Regions from separate parts of the Macaca mulatta genome. Here region 2 is linked to region 1. A link is a contact called in public Hi-C data. All regions are on one chromosome and are shown on one strand. Each heading gives the region's core, a stretch centred on a gene start, on an enhancer-like site or on the middle of the called end of the contact. The rest is flanking DNA. Distances are from core to core; before and after follow the strand shown.

The links. Hi-C and Micro-C count contacts between places; a contact is called where the count stands out from the background.
Region 2: a contact with region 1 is called in a Hi-C map of fibroblasts, with 2.1 times the contacts expected there. The contact joins two enhancer-like sites. A contact is called at or near these places in 4 of 14 Hi-C or Micro-C datasets (fetal cortex germinal zone, fetal cortical plate, fibroblasts and 1 more).

The regions. Positions count from the first base shown.
Region 1 is chr2:5,854,961-5,860,513 of T2T-MMU8v2.0, reverse strand. All of the region lies in intron 1 of MB21D2 (Mab-21 domain containing 2), which reads right to left. Among named protein-coding and RNA genes, the nearest start is that of MB21D2, 15 kb to the right of the region's middle. Within about 2 kb of position 2,028, at least 2 of the 40 cell types and tissues checked have an H3K27ac peak or open chromatin away from gene starts, as enhancers often do.
Region 2 is chr2:5,922,867-5,928,419 of T2T-MMU8v2.0, reverse strand. The region is part of intron 1 of MB21D2 (Mab-21 domain containing 2); the gene reads right to left. Among named protein-coding and RNA genes, the nearest start is that of MB21D2, 83 kb to the right of the region's middle. Within about 2 kb of position 2,414, at least 4 of the 40 cell types and tissues checked have an H3K27ac peak or open chromatin away from gene starts, as enhancers often do.

The DNA.
Region 1 (5,553 bases), core at 779-3,278:
TTTTTCCGGAGATGGGGTCTCACTATATTGCCCAGGTTGGTCTTACACTCCTAAACTTAAGCATCCTCCTGCCTCAGCCTCCCAAGCAGCTGGGACTACAGGTGTGCATCACTATCTCATAATTTTCTTAATTGAGAAAAAAGAAATTCTCATATCTAGAAAAGGCTGGGAATAACTGGACTAGACAATTTCAAAAGATGTCAGTCTTATCATTTCATGATTATATGCTACAAAGAAGTGGGAGACCAGGAAGGAAAGATAAGTTCCCAAAATACATCAAAGTATATACTTAAAGCTCAGAACACTCATAGCCATCTTACTGCCTCATGATGAATGATGTACCACCCAATTGCCCACGTTCAAGAACGAAGGTAAAATAGCCAACAATACCAGCAACATTTGTTGATCTCCTTTTCAGGCAATTTAAAAAAAAAGACAGAAACAGATACACAAAAGGCCATCACTGAGTTTCTATGGCAGTGTAAAATACCAGACATTAAGCACAAATAATTGCAAATTCATAACTGACTGGTACAACTAAGAAACCTGTGATGCTAGAAGGCCAGGGAAAAATTTGACCTGTTCTAGGCTAGCCTGAAAGGCCTCCCCAAGAAGTGGAGATTTGATGGAGCTGAGATCTCATGGATCAGTAAGAGTTAAGTGGGATGAGAGAGATGGGGCATTCCATCAAAGGCCTCTGTAGGCAGGAGGATGTGGTATTTTCAAAGAACTGAAAGGTCAACGTGGTTGAAATGAGAGTAAGAGCTTCTGAGATTTCAGTGTGTGGCCGAAGACGCAACAGGAGAAAGAGCATTGAGGACCTCTCAACATGTTCAGAATGTTTGTGTCTTTACCTTAACATACAATACAAGGCCAGTACCTCACACGGTGCCTATCTCATAGCAGGCATACAAGAAATATGCAGTAAAACTGAAGTGGTTACAGGAGAGGAAGCTAGAGATGTGGGCTGGAGCTGGGTTTCCAAGAGCCTTGTAGAACAGGCTAAGGAGTTTGAACAGCCGGGCGCTGTGGCTCACGCCTATAATCCCAGCTTTCGAAAGCTGAGGTGGGTGGATCACTTGAGCTCAGGAGTTCAAGACAAGCCTAGCCAACATAGTGAAACCCCGTCTCTACTAAAAATACAAAAATTAGCCAGGCATGGTGGCGCCCGCCTGTAGTCCCAGCTACTCGGGAGCCTGAGGCAGGAGAATCGCGTGAACCCAGGAGGCAGAGGTTGTGATGAGCTGAGATTGCACCACTGCACTCCAGCCTGAGCGACAGAGTGAGACTCAGTTTCAAAAAAAAAAAAAAAAAAGACTTGCTGCACAAAGGTTTCCAAGGTCTCTGTTGAAGAAATTGATGAAGGATGGATGTATGAATGCAGGAAGGAAACAGTACTGAAAAAGAACTACAGATGGAGAAGGCAGCAATAATACCCAGGTGAAGAGCCCGAGATGGCAGAGGATGAAGCCAGGGTTGGTTGGTCTTGGATGACAGAGACATTAGGTGGATCATTTCCCATCAATCCTCTTCCCCAAGAAACGGAGATTTTTAAATTGTTTCCTATGAGGTTCTACAATGTCCAGATGGTTCACTATTCCATGGAGAAATGAATGTTTCCATTCCTATTAAGACTTTATTGCCGGGCGCGGTGGCTCACGCCTGTAATCCCAGCACTTTGGGAGGCCGAGGCGGGCGGATCACAAGGTCAGGAGATCGAGACCACAGTGAAACCCCGTTTCTACCAAAAATACAAAAAATTAGCCGGGCGCGGTGGCGGGCGCCTGTGGTCCCAGCTACTCAGGAGGCTGAGGCAGGAGAATGGCGTGAACCCGGGAGGCGGAGCTTGCAGTGAGCCGAGATTGCGCCACTGCACTCCAGCCTGGGCGACAGAACGAGACTCTGTCTCAAAAAAAAAAAAAAAAAAAAAAAAAGACTTTATTGCCAGAAAACCATGAGTAAGTATGTCGGGAATGAGGCTTCTCTGAGAATTTCAATTCCAATCCTCTGCATCACGAGCACCAGCATCTCAAGAAGTCATTTCACCCCAACAACCAATTGTGTACCATCCTATGAATATGCTTCAATGCTTTAAGACAAGTCAATGTACAAACATATGCCCTCGGAAAGCAGGAAAGCTGGAAGGGTTATTCATATTAACAAATAATTAGTCACTTTTTAGTCACTGTAAGAGTCACTTACAGCACTAAAGAGGCCAATCGCTTAGTTCACATAAAACCCAACTCAATTTATAAATTGTGGCCTCAAGGTCAACTTCCTAAAAATACATTTGGCATCTGCCTTTCCCTGAAAAATAGATCTGCTCCCCCATTATCCCCACAATGATAGACTACATTAACTATGTCCTAATTAAATGTTCTACATCTGAAATTAAACCCACTGGGGGAGTGTGGGGAAAAGCCTGCATCTTCATAAGGCTGCCCTAATTTAGTTAGTGTCAAGGGCCCCATTGACCTTTATACCTCTTTAAATCAATCAGTTAGCTGGGACACACCTTCTTACTTTCAAAAGGAGGAGGCTGTAGCTAGGATAAGATTTCATACCAAGGACTTTTCAACAAACAAAATCACAAGCATCAAAAAATGTTTGTCCTGGGAGCTGCCAAGGAAGACTAACCGATAGAGTGAAAAAGGCTCTGGACCAGGAACCAGAACCACATCAGCAACTGGTTTCCAGGACAGCAAAACCGTCATCTCTTCCACCTGCCCACTACCCCTCCCTTCTGTTCCGCTCAGCGTGTGGCACCACCCCACCTTTGTACACCAGCAACCACACAGAGCCCGGCACAGTCGGTTTTGTGAAGGTGCAAAGAGGGCAGGAGCCAGACTGCCGATGTTTGAATCCAGCCTCTATCACTAGCTTGAGCAAAGGGACTTCCCGGCTTTAGTTTCTTACCTATAATGTGTGGACGGGTAATAGCACTCTCCTTACAGGACTGTTGTAAGGATTCAATGGATTAATGATTCTAAGTACTTGGAACATCGCCTAGCAAACAGGAGGGAAGAGTTTCTCAATTTCATCATTCTCATCACTACCATCACTGTTTGACCTTGAGCAAGTCACTGTTCACTAGGGGTTAAGTTTCTCCATCAGTAAAACGATGGGGTGGATGAGCTGATCTCAGAAAGATTCCCACTAGCTTAACTCCTCTCTAATTCTCTGAATCCTATTACAACACCCTAAATCCTCCTAAGCCCTAAGCCCAGCCGCAGGGAGTGAAGGTTATGCTGGTTCTTTCAGGTCTCAAGGAGGTGGTTCAGCCCATGCAGCTGCAACTCCTCCCAGCCACAGGCTGGTCCCATAGTCCAGAGTCCAGCCCGCCAGCCTTGCTTATTATAGATATTAATTGTTCAGAGATCAAAATAGTCATCATGCTATTCAAAGCTGTGGAAACAGCACAGGCATAAGAAAAGGTCACAGTTTAGAGGAAAGAAACCAGAGAGAAAGACACGAGGAACAAATCAAAAGACCAAAGCAAACACGAGAAACCAAAAATACACCTTGCCTATGAGGCTATTTATGTAGCATCCTTCCTCTAATAGCAATTAAGAGAACTTCAGACTACAAGGTGGCTTTGTAACAGGGGAAGTTTTCCCTGCCTTGAAGCACAGCCCTCTCGAGGTGACTTCCCTTGTCTTCAAAGTCAGTAGAATCTTCCCTGGGGCACAAATGCTACGAAGCCAACTGTCTCGGGTACAAGTATCTTTCTTAGAAAGCATTACTTACTCAACATTCACTTAACCTCCATTCTGCCCAAAAGTAAAGGCAGTGTTCAGGATGATCGTGTCCCCTCTTCTTTTTGGCCCTCAGTTTCCATGTCTATCAAAGGAGGAGGGAGGAAGTCAAGCCACCTCATTTTCAAGTTTCCTGGCAGCATTAAAATTATAAGAATCTGTCCATGATTGGTACTTTGCATGGTAAGAGGTTTTGTTTTGCTTTTTTACATGAAGTTTTGAAAAAAAAACTTTGTCAATTTCTGCCTGAAGCTAGACTTCTTGGGTTAAATCCTCACTCTACTAGTAGCTCTGTGACTTTGGGCAAATTACTTAACCTCTCTGTGTTTCAGATTTCCCATCAGTAAAATAAGGATAATAGTACTGATAGAGTTTGGATATTTGCTCTCCTAACAACTGGTATCTCCTGTTGAAATGTAATCCCCAGCGTTAGAGGCGGGGCCTGGTGGGAAGTGTTTGGATCATCGGGGCAGATCTCCCATGAATGGCTTGGGCCACACTCTTGGTGATAAGCGAGCTCTCACTCTGAGCTGTTGAGAGATCTGGTCATTTATAAGTATGGGGGCACCTTTCCCCCCACTTTTGCTTGCTCCTGCATTCGCCATGTGAAGTGCCTGCTGCCACTTTCCTTCCACCACGATTGGGAACTCTCTGAGCCTTTGCCAGAAGCTGAGCAGATGCCAGCACCATGCTTCCTGTACCACCTGCAGAACTGTGAGCCAATTAAACCTCGTTTTAAATTACCAGTGTTGGGTATTTCTTCATAGCAATGCAAGAACAGCCTAACACAAGTACCTTCCTCACAGTGTTGGTGTTAGGACAGATTTAGCTAAAACACATAAAGTACTTAGAACCACACCTGGAACATAGTTAGCAATATTTTAGTGTGGTTATTATTATTTTCAAACATTTTCCCATTCAAAGAGAAAATGTACTCAGAAGACAGTATGCAAGGACAAACACACACACAGCAGGAAAACTGGCTTCTAGTCACGGTTCTGCCCCAAACTAGCTGTATGCTGTGGATGAACTCCCACCCTTCTCTGGGTCTCAGTTTTCAGAGCAGGCTGCAAAAGATCTTTCCTGAAAGTATTCCGATCAGAGGTCATAAGCTGACAGGCAGCGTTCTGTTTGACTTACCGTTTTAAACCCCATGGTGTTTCTTTACAATTTGATTTATTCTCAATACTTAAAACCTGGGGATTTTTCATAAAAATCCAAAACATCCAAAGTTCTATCAGCCCAGACCCTCAGCCCTGGGCCCTTGGCTGTAGTTCTTAAAGTGTGGTCCCTCAACCAGCAGCGGCTGCATCACCTGGAAACTCATCAGAAATGCAAATTCTCAGGCTCTGTTACAGAATCAGAAACTGTGGAAGTGGGGCCTGGCCATCTGTGTTTCAACAAGCAGGACACTGATACACACTGACGTTCCAGAACCACTGCAGTGGAGGAACAACGGGCAGGTGTTGAAGGGCAGTGGCCCCATCACACAACAGGGACAAGAGGTGATCTCCATTTACCAACCTCCCCTGCCTCCCTGGCATCCCCGACTCTTACCGAGGAGTCGGCATTTACTGAGCCACCCACCACTCATCTTCCTTACCATCCAGTCCCTGGGCGGTCTTGGGCTCAGCAGCTCTGACCTAGGTGGACCATCTCTTCTCACAACAGGGTAATGAGCCCGCAGGCACCATATGCCCGTAGGATTGAGTTGTTCCAAATCAAAACTGTATGAAACGCAGGCTGTGCACACCAAGGGCACAGTTGAAAGAACAAACTGTTGAGTTGCCTTTATTAA
Region 2 (5,553 bases), core at 1,165-3,664, 68 kb before region 1:
GTCAAATTTTAGATGACTGCAGCCCTGCAACCTCATAAGAGACCACAAACCAGAACTACTCAACTACACCACTCCTAGATGCCTGACTCCAAGAAACTGTGTGAGATCACAAATGCTTAATGTTGTTTTAAGCCACTAAGTTTTGGAATAATTGATTACTCAGCAGCAGAAAACTAGTACAGGAACAGAAAGATGGATCTGAGGCTGAGTTTTCTCAACTAGTAGCAATTTTCCATAGTCACATCACCTTCTTAGTATCTCAGATGACTCATCTGTGAGAGGAGCCATGGCAGTTCGTCAAATCTTCAACACTTTTGAATGTAAGATGCACCGTTACTTTACAAATCACTAGAATAGCGAAAAATATTCATATTTAGACAATCAATTCTAAGATGCATACTATTATTAGGGATGTACAATTGTGAGAAAGGGGAGCATCTTAAAAAAAAATCAATGAAATACAATTATTTTACTTGTTCTGCCCACCACACGGAGATGGTGTAAGGATCAATGGAATAACAGATGCAAGACACCTGGAAGGAACTTGCTGGGCAGCATCCTGAAGCGCCACAGCTTGAGAAGGGGAAATGCCATTACAGTTATCCAAAGTAGCTAATTAAACTGGCTCTGCTGGGCTTTGCCAACTCACTTTTAATGCTATTGCCTCAGGCTCCTATCACAATTTATACTCAAAATGACTGCTACAAAGCCCAGCTGAGAGGAAAAAAATAGTCAAGGAAAACCATCTACAGCAGTGTTCCTTAAACCTGTTTGAGCATAAGAAATCACTTGGTGCCTTTGTTAAATATACACCCAGGCCCCTTGCCTAGAGACTTTGATTCAGTAAATCTGCAGCTGGCATTGGAATCTGTATTTTAACAAGGGCCCCAGGCAGTTCTTACGAACATACAAGTTTTAAAACACTGATCTAAACAAGATAATATTGACACACTTACTGATATTTTTTCTTGGATCAAATTGTAATAGAAAATCACAAACTTAGATTGCCTTAGTTACATCCCCTCCCCATATAAAAATGTTTTCAACTAAGTGAAAGATTTTACTGAAGGCCAATGCAAAAAACTTGTCTTACCAAGTAAAGTTTATCATCAGCTGGAAAACTTAAGTGATGGCAAATTATACTATTCAATGTTTATAATATTCACAAATCTGCATAATAAAGATATGAAAGAGTATGTCTGGTCAGGTGCGGTGGGTCACGCCTGTAATCCCAGCACTTTGGGAGGCCGAGGCAGGCAGATCACGAGGTCAAGAGATTGAGACCGGCCTGGGCAACATGGTGAAACCCTGTCTCTACTAAAAATAGAAAATTAGCTGGACGTGGTGGCATGCGCCTGTAGTCTCAGCTACTCGGGAGGCTGAGGCAGGAGAATCACTTGGACCCAGGAGGCGGAGGTTGCAGTGAGCCGAGAGATCGAGCCACTGCACTCCAGCCTGGGCAAAAGAATGAAACTCCATCTGGAAAAGCAAAAGAAAAAAAAAAGAGTACCTCTACTGACAGACCTGTCTCTTTTAAATCAATCAATAAAAGTTGCTAGGCAACCATTTTTTCCTTTTTTGCATAGACTGCCAGGAATCTTTTATCTAAAATGTATGCGCTCAAACAATAGCTATCTACCTATGTCAAATAAAACATGTCCTGCTACATAAACCTTCCTGTGAGACTTTAGCTTTGCCCTGTATTTTAATGGACACATTACAGTCAAATCTTTTTTCTTTAGACCTTTTTTTTTTTTTTAGAAGAAAGCAGAAAACAAATTTTAAAATCAATAATGTTAGGTAATTTTTGTTGTTGTTTCTAATCACATTCAGACTAAACAACTGTACCACAATTTCTAGCAATTCTTCTTCCAGTTGCTTGGGTTGTCTCCCCTCATGGCAATCCCTTGGCCTGCTTTTAAAACACAAAACAAATGCTAACCCTATCTTGGCAAGGAAAGTCAATGACTCATTCAAGCCAAAGAGTTAAGAGACTAAACAAAAAATAATTTTAGAGCAGCTCCTCAAAAGGCTCTTCTTTTTTTCCTCCGACGTACAACATAATTTTCTGACAATCTGACGCAACTATGGCAGCACCTTCAAGCCATTAAAAATCATTTTTCTGCAAAAACAAAACAAAAACAAAAAACTTCCACTTCGTTTTTAAACATCTCACTTGTGTGCCTTCAGTTTCGCAACAGAAATTCATCCTTGACCTAAACTTCTAAATATTTCACAAACAATAATTAAGTCACTAGAACCCTGCTGTGAAAAGGGCATTTTCTGACAGATGGGCAAGGAAAGTCAGAGCACAAAAATAGATTTGATGCTTTTCCAGCCTTACAGAGCAAGGAGGCATGAGGCAAGGGTTTCCATATCAACCCGCAGATCAACCCTAGAGCTCTGGGGGCACGTAGTGTCTCAAAAGCACACGACTAAGTTGTCAATACTTTAGATCATGTGGTAGTGTTACTCACTGTTGTTCCAATGGAGTTTCTCAATCTCTATGATTCTTCTCATACCAGCCTGGCTGCCCAGGCTAACTTCACCTTCTTCTTCTAGGGAAAGATCTTTTCCTCTGTTGAGTCCTGCAGACTTCCCTCTCTTTCCATCAAGGCTAATCCCATCCTTATCTGTATTCCCATGACACTCACAACATGGCATCACAAATGGTTGTCTCATATGTCTGTCTCTGCTACTGAACCAAGCAGCTTGAGGTCAATGATCTCAGTTCATTCATCTTTGAATTGCAGGATCAATCACACTGCAGGCACATGGTACATGGCAGGTACTTGGCCAATTGGTGTGAATGAATGAATCGAGTTCAGCGACACTGAGGTCCCTCAGATTCTCTGACTCAAATCCAGTTATGAGGCCGGGCATGGTGGCTCAGCCTGTAGTCCCAGCTACTCGGGAGGCTGATGCAGGAGAATCGCTTGAACCCAAGAGGTGGAAGTTGCAGTGAGCCAAGATTGTGCCATTGCACTCCAGCCCAGACAACAAAGCGAGACTCCATCTCAAAAAACAAAAAACAAACAAACAAACAAATCCAGTTATGATGCAAATAAGGACATGAAGACGGAGGAAGTAATTTTCCCCAGTTACATCAAAAAAAAAAAAAAAGAAGACAAAAATCCAGATTTTCTCATCCCCATTCCACTGCTTTTCCATTATGCCTCCTCTTTGCACATGCTGTTTCTCCTGTGGGGCCACTACTTTTTGTGTCTTCTGTCACTACTTTTCTGACCTTCCCAAGGTTTCTCCCAAGTCCTTCACATCTCAGCCGAGGAACAAAAACAAGGAAGCCAAACACAACAAGGAAATGCCAGCTGTTCTACTGTGAGAGCAAGACAAACTCAGAACAATAATACAATGCTGGTGAAATTTCTTTCTGGGATACACTGAAATGTTCCTTGGATTGTGCAGACAATTTCTTTCTATCAGAGGTACAGATGTTTGAGAGGACTGTTCATTTTTTTTTTTTTTTTTTTTTTTTTGAGACAGAGTCTTGCTCTGACGCCAGGCTGGAGTGCAGTGGCGCAATCTCAGCTCACTGCAACCTCCACCTCCCAGGTTCAAGCGATTCTCCTGCCTCAGCCTCCTGAGTAGCTGGGACTACAGGCGCACGCCACCATGCCCAGCTAATTTTTGTATTTTTAGTAGAGACAGGGTTTCACCATGTTGGTCAGGCTGGTCTCAATCTCTTGACCTCATGATCAGCTTGCACTGGCCTCCCAAAGTGCTGGGATGACAGGTGTGAGCCACTGTGCCCGGCCAATTAGTCACATTTTATTCGCCCATGGATCTTTAGAAAGTGTCTTTAAAAAAAAAAAAAAAAAATCTTAAAAACATACAACCACATTTGCAAATTTTATTCCACTTAATTCAGAAAAATGCTAAGCTCTGATTCCCAAGTCACTTATAGATTCCAGAAAAAAATGATAACAATTTGATCTAATTTCTTAAAACATTTTAACTGTCTGTTGGTCTAAAACTATTTATTAAGACATTAAGAATCATTTTCAGTCTTAACTCTGGAATTAAACTAAAAAAATCAGATGAATCACTTCTACTATTGTCTCTGTTCTACCTCTGGTTAAATATAACAAAACTCTGCCAACTTACAGATTTACTAGCCTTGATCCTAGAACTCATGGAGAAAAACCTGACCTCCTTTGGAAGATCAAGAAGAAGAAAGGATTGGAGGAAAAAAAAAAAAAGCCTTCCCTCAGACAAAAAGCTTTTGATTACAGGATGCCACTATTTTCAGAATGTTCTTAGCACATTCCCAGTAAAGCACCATTATATCCTCCCTCTCCGGAGTTGAAAAAAAAGTCCCACCACTCCTAAGCTGGGTGTCTCTGAGGTGTTGGAGTGAGGCAATAGTGAGGTCAGAGAATATGGTTATATGCTCTGGTTTGTTTCTGAGTGGATGGAACTGGGTTATATATCAAGAGATCTAATTATAGACATAGCTCTATCCCTACCTGGACCTCAGCTTCCTTTAATATTAAATAGAGGGCATTCCTTGAAGGTAGCATTCGGTGACTCCCTAACACAGAGATAATCTCAGAGCGTGTTTCTGAAAAAGCAGAAAATGGATCAAATGTCTTTAGGGAGTTCACTCTATTTTACTTCTGCTACAGAAACCCAAGAGTGCCTGGCACCCACCCCAAGCCATTGCTTCACACAGAACTCTGACACACAAAAGCAACCTGGGCACTTGTTATGGGCTAAGTTGTAGACTCACAAATCCTTATGTGGAAGCCCTAACCCCCACTAACCTCAGAATGTTACTGTATTTGGAAATACAGCCTTTAAAGAAGTGATTAAATTAAAATGAGGCTGTTAGAGTGCGTCCTAATTCAATCTGACTGGTAGCCTTATAAGAAGAGATATCTGGATGCACAAGGGTGCACATACACAGAAGGCGGCCATGTGAGGACACAGCAAGCAGGCGGCCGTCTGCAAGCCAAGAAGAGGGGCCTCAGGAGAAACCACACCTACTGACACGTTGAACTTAGACTTCCAGCCTCCAGAACTGTGAGAAAACAAATTTCTGCTGTTTAAACTACGCTGTCTGTGGCATTTTGTTATGGCAGACTTAGCAAGCTAATACAATACTGAACAGATTTAACTGTTTAGATGGTTCAATCATCCTGCCTAGGTTTCTCCTTTCTCTAAAGAAAAGACTTTCATCTTAATGCTCGTAACTAATTTTCCCAAGGTCACACAGTCACTTAAGTGTCAGAAGAGGTACTCGAACACGGCTCATGGGAAGAAACAGGTACCCTCAGACATCTGTACGTTTTTCTTTTTAAAAAATGCAGATGATACAACAAAACACCAAAACACTTGGCATAGACATCCAAAGACCATACCCAGGGTACGGTCATAATGCTTGAAGAACCCATTTTAAATTAGGATTATGACACTGAAGAACTAAAAAAAATACATGTTAAAATATGCCCTGTTTGAGCTCAGAACTATGTCAGCATCTGCTGACCACAGTAAGTATTAGCAGTTCTTCTTTCCCCCTAGAAAGCCCACACG